2 separate regions of the Rattus norvegicus genome follow, and region 1 is linked to region 2. The links are chromatin contacts, called in public Hi-C maps. All regions are on one chromosome and are shown on one strand. Each heading gives the region's core, a stretch centred on a gene start, on an enhancer-like site or on the middle of the called end of the contact. The rest is flanking DNA. Distances are from core to core; before and after follow the strand shown.

What was found. Hi-C and Micro-C count contacts between places; a contact is called where the count stands out from the background.
Region 1: a Hi-C map of the A7r5 cell line shows a contact between it and region 2, with 5 times the contacts expected there. The contact joins the promoter of Dnah6 here to the enhancer-like site in region 2. A contact is called at or near these places in 3 of 12 Hi-C or Micro-C datasets (the A7r5 cell line, frontal cortex and hepatocytes).

What each region holds. Positions count from the first base shown.
Region 1 is chr4:106,841,026-106,843,725 of GRCr8, reverse strand. Dnah6 (dynein, axonemal, heavy chain 6) reads left to right here and starts at 1,362. Exons shown (of 77, transcript NM_001419792.1): 1 at 1,362-1,447; 2 at 2,381-2,616. The coding sequence starts at 2,389. LOC120102311 (a long non-coding RNA gene) reads right to left here and starts at 1,255. Exons shown (of 3, transcript XR_010065833.1): 1 at 1-1,255.
Region 2 is chr4:106,448,826-106,451,759 of GRCr8, reverse strand. All of the region lies in intron 6 of Kcmf1 (potassium channel modulatory factor 1), which reads left to right. Among named protein-coding and RNA genes, the nearest start is that of Tcf7l1, 47 kb to the right of the region's middle. Within about 2 kb of position 1,624, at least 3 of the 93 cell types and tissues checked have an H3K27ac peak or open chromatin away from gene starts, as enhancers often do. A contact at or near this core is called in the A7r5 cell line, where this site is marked.

The sequences.
Region 1 (2,700 bases), core at 113-2,612, 390 kb before region 2:
ACGGGCTGAGAGTCCGAGGCTTTATGACTTCCCAAGGATCAGCTCTGGGTCCAGGGCTGCCTTTCTTTTTTTTTTTTTTTTTTTTTTTTTTTTTTTTTTTTTTTTTTTTCGGAGCTGGGGACCGAACCCAGGGCCTTGCGCTTGCTAGGCAAGCGCTCTACCACTGAGCTAAATCCCCAACCCCCAGGGCTGCCTTTCTAATTCTATCCTCCGTGTTGCTTGGACGCCTTAGAATGCATAATGGGTCTTTCCTGTTTATCTTTCTCCTAACATCTGACCTTCGTCATTTAATAAGACCTTTGCTGCTAAATTAGTGTGTACTCATAAAATGTGTCATGTTAAATTTAAGAGCTTCTAAAAAGCCAAATTGCATGCATGCATATATATATATATATATTTTGTTTTTTAAAAACAGTCCCTAGGGCCAGTCAGATCACTCAGCAGTTAAAGGCAGCTGCCAAGCCTGGTGACCTGACTTTCAGCCCCGGCATCCACATAATGGAAGGAGGGAACTGAAACACACACACACACACACACACACACACACACACACACACACCATGCACACATGCGTGCACAAAATAAAATGTTTTATGAAAATTGTAATATGTTCCCTGAAAATTCCATATAGCAAGAGACAGAATGTCAGCTCGATACTCAGGTGGTGTGTGAGGAGAGGTAGACTGAGTGATCTGTAATCTATACTCCAGCTCCATATAATCTACTTGAAGAGAGAAGGGTCAAAGGAGCATACTAAACGCTGTTTTCTCGGCTTCTGTTAGGGGGTGGACATCTAAGGTATGAGCATGGTAAAAGAGGGAGGAGAAAAAGAAAGTAGTTTCAGCGGTGATCACGACATTTTGTAGGTAAAAACATTTTGGGGGTTGAAAAACAGCTTCTGCCAATCCTTGAAGCAGTTCCCCAAGGTACCTGACAGGGTCCACCCAACCTTCTGAGGCTCTTGAATCTTTCACCTCCAGATTTTAAGATGTGGGCGAACGTCAAGCCAGACTCAAGCATCTTGAAAGACAACAGATTCCTGCAGAAGGTTGGGTTGCAGATCATGGACCGTCCAGAAACAAAGGAAAACATAAAACGACCGCACCTCCTAAGCCTTCTGTCCTAGCTGCCTGAGATTTCCATTCCAGAGGAGGAATCCTCCGGGTCGCGCCTGCTCCTTGACAACTAATGACGTCAAACGCTCTGGTAACACCGATTGGCTCAATTACTTGGCGCGCTCCAGGCTGGGGAGAGAGCGAGGGCAGCTCCGCGAGACTGGCTAGCAGTGACCAGCCGGCTCCTCCTCGGGCACAGTAAGCGTCCTTGGTGGCCCAGTGGTTGCTAAGCAACGGAAAACATTTTCTCTTGGGACTAGGCTTTCTTTTCCCAGACCAGGTATTGCTGGGGCTCTGGAGACCCTTCAGGAACGCTGCTGTTGAACCGCTTGGTGAGTCCAGTGGAACTGAGCCTTGGGGAGAGCCAGACACTCAGCATCGCTTCCCCAGGCATGGAAAGCCTCAGAAAGGATGGATTCAGTGAGTGATAGCTTACTATCATGAGGGACAGGAAGGCGAGAACTAGAGATACTAGGCTTGCCCAAGACCTCATACTGACTATTCAAATCTAGACCTGTCCTGTTCAGTAAACGCCAGGTATAAAATAAGATCTAACCCTGCCTTACACAGCACCATTATGTATTGAAATGATAGTTAGGTAAAGCACATTATTAAAATCAAGACCTCTTGTTTCTAATAGGCTTACTTGAGAAGTTAAAATTGCATAAAAGGCTTTTGATTCCTATTGACACTTAGCTAGATTAAAATGTAGGCAATGTTCCTTAATGGCCTTTGCTTCAATTCCTGCTTTCAGTCCCTGCTCTGACTTCCCTTCAAGATAGACTACAATCTGTAAGACGAAACAAACCCTTTCCCCCGCCAAGTTGCATTTAGTCAGTGTTTTATCATAGCAATAGAAACACTAAGACACTTGTGTAGCAAGCAGTTTACAGATGGAGCCATCTTCCCAGACCCCTTACCTGCATTTAAAAAAAAAAAAAAGACAAATTCCTTGGAAATGTTATGCGTACTCAGATCTGAGAAAGGTAGTATCCAACACCCTTCTCTTCATCTTTCCAAATCCAAGCCACTGCAGGCCCCAGACCAGGGCTTCTTCAAGCCAGGTAAATGTCTCAATTGCTATCCCTACAGTTCAAGCATTCTGTTGAGCAAGAGCTTTGACTGGTTTTCTTTGAGGGGAAGCATGTGAATTCAGTTCTCCCTAGTCCTTACTGCTTTCTCCGCTCCCTATGTCTCTCCCCAGTTACTTTATCCAACCTGACATCCTTTTTTTTTTTTTTCGTTTCTTTATCCCATTTGTGTAGGAATAAGGATGGCTTTCCAAGGCACAGAGAATGAAATCGACCTGAAAAGCATGGAAAACCAGGAAGAAGAAAATCCTGTGCTTACCAGACTAAACAAAATAAGAGCAAAAGGGGTTCTGAATTATGCATCTCTCAAAGAAAATGAACCTGAACCCCAAACCCTGGTATTTAGGCACACCACGAAAGCTCAGGAGAAGACCAGAAAGCGACAGCAGCCTGTGAAACTGGAGCCTCTGGTAAGCTAAAAAGGAAACCCCAAGCAAGCAGCTCACACATATACACACAAACATACAATACATTCATATACATGCACACACACA
Region 2 (2,934 bases), core at 375-2,874:
AACTGATGGCTTATTAGCTGACATCTGGCAGAGAGAGAGGATTCTGGGAAGAGTTAAGAGTAGGAGAGTCACCCCATATTCTGAAGATGCATGGAACTGAGGAGAGGTAAACAACTGTGTGACACAGACTAGAACAAACGGGCTATATAAGGTATGAGCTCGTTGGAGAATGAGCCAAAGCCTATGGCCTAGGCGTTTATTTTATAGGCATATATATATAATTCTCAGTCATTATTTCTGGGAACAAAGGACAGCTGAAGCCAGAGTTCAGGGCCACCCTATGGCATGTACTGCAAGATTGTGCATCAGGAAAAGGTCAAAAAGAGCTGGCATGGTGGCCCACACCTTTAATCCCAGTACTCAGGAGGCAAAAGCAAGTAGATCTCTGAGTTTAAGGCCAGCCTGGTCTACAAAGGGAGTTGTCAAGGAGCTGGAGAGATGGTTCAGTGGTTAAGAACATCTGCTGATCTTGCAGAGAACCAGAGTGTGATTTCCAGCAACTTTATCAGGAGACTTAAAAGTGCCCGTGAATCCAGTTCCGTGGTACCCAGTTTTCTCATATGGCCACCATAGACACCTGTACTCGTGTGCATGTAACTACGTACATGTAATTTTTTAAAAAGTCGAAAAGACATTACTGTATATTTTTGTTTGTGTTGTATATCTTTTTAAATCCCAAACTACTTGGTAAAGTTAATATGATATTTCATTTCCTGTGTATGTAAAAAAAGATTTTTTAAAAATTACCAGCGCATAGTATGTGCTATCTCTTGGTGCTGTCCGTGATCGCACGCACGCTGTCCTGGAAGGACGGCTGTCTCCTGCAGCTGTGGAGTAGATGCGTGATGGCCTGTGGTCCACATTCCTTCTTCTCATACCTTTCCCTTCCAAAGCCTCATATGTAACTAGGCTGGCCTCGAACTCATCCTCCTGCCTCAGCTTTCAGCAATGGGGCATGGTAAAATATGCCTGAAATCCTTGTAATTCTCCACGTGGAGGTGGGAAGATGAGAATCCTAGGTCACAGAGTAGTTAAAGACCGGTATCAAGCTTACTTGTTTGGGGCTCCTTGGAACTTCAACTATACTAGCATACATTATAAACTTGGAACAAGCAACTGCCGTGTCAGCGGGGGAGGGGAGGGGGCACTTTCTGCTGTGCAGGAGTACTCTTTGTGACGTGTTCATCTTATCCCGGAGCTGACTGTAAGGACATAGTTATGTCCAGGGAGGTCAAAGATAGTTGACATGTTAAGTGTTAAGTCAGAGTTCTGTCTTTTGGTAATAGACAGCTAGTTTGAAGATCTTTAGCTTAGCAGCTCTCTTTGGGTCTCTACCAAAACTGACTTGCCAAAATATTGAGCCCTAGCGCCACATTCATCTTCCCCTCAAGCATTAGACACTCTCTTAGCTAGTTCCCTTAAAGTTAGAGCAGTATTGAATTCTAGTGCCTCCCAGGAGCGAAGACCCCTTCTTGAGTGTCTCTGACACGTTCATCTGACACGGTGATTAGTCTTCTATCCACCCTGTATCTGAGTTGACTTCTAGGTCCCTCTCCCAGCATTGACCAAAGGCCTTTTCCAGAGCTGAGAACTTCGTGATTGTTGGGAATATGTACCTATGACTCAGCCTCCAGTCACTTAGTGTTCTCATGACACGTTCTTAAAATGCTCTTAACCATGGGTGGGACAGGCCATCTCAGTGCAGCCATAGTGGCGTTTGATGAACTAACTGCCCACATGCTTTGGCCCCCTTTGAGTTCTGTAGTTAGCTCTTACCTTATCAAGGCCGCAGAGCTCATCACTATGGTGGTTCTTAACTGAGACTTTGAGCAAGTTAGCTGAGCTCTGCCTGAGTTTCCTCTTCCTTTAAAACGGCAAACCCCAGCTGCTGGGGCCAGAATGATGCGCGCAGAACAGAGTCAAGCCTGTTGTTAGTCACAGCCCGTGTTTCGCCTGCGCTCTGGGGTGCCCTAGCCAGACAGCAGGCGCAGGGGGCAGTGAGTGAGCTGCCCGGAGGTCTGTGTTAAGCTTGCCCGTGTTCTTGGGAAGAGTGCCCCTGCACTTTCCTGACCCAGTGCTGCAGCTGCTTGCTTTTCTCACCACTACAAATAGAGAAATAAAATCAGTGCTGACGCTGAGCACAAGCTCCCGTAGTTTGGGGTTTGTTCTTTAGTGGAAAGACCTGAGCCATTTTAGCACGTTGGTAACAATAGAATAATAGTAAGTAATGACCAGCAGTGAGTCGACCTCCTGGCTTCCGGGTTCTGGGCTTAAAGGCATGCTCACACCACCACACCTGGCTCAGTTTTCAACTTTTAACATCCGTCCATGTTCCCTAGGGACGAACCTTGGCTTCATTGCCATCCTCTGGGAACTTGGTGAGCTGATGAGGTGACATAATCAACCCAGCAGTCTGATGTCAACCCCCAGGACCCACATGAAGGAGGAAGAAAAGAAACAGCCCCACAAACTTGAACGACTGTATACATTACTGTGGCACACACACATTTAAAACAAGAAAGCAAGCTAGGCATGGCGATGCTGGAAAGTCAGAGGTAGACGGATGGATCGCTAAGAGTTCTAGGTCAGGTTTCCTGATCTACATATCAAATTGCAGGCCACCCAACAAGACCCTGGCCAAAAAAGTGGGGAAGAATAAAAGAAAATGGCCTGGCATGTGCTTCCTTGAGTTTTTGTGCATAGCTTTATTTCAGAGAGTAAAATGGAAAGTGAAAAGTCCTCAGTGCTTAGGACTCAGTGCTGGAGCCGCACTCTTAGCGCTGGAGTGAGCCACGAGCAGGACCACCGTGACTGACCGCCGGCACGGAAATCCTGCTTGGGGAATTCTTCTTCCCAAGCATCCATCCATCAGCAGTCTCTTGCTTGCTTTGTTTTGTGTTTTGGTTTTTTCAGAGGAATTTCCACCAGGGTTTT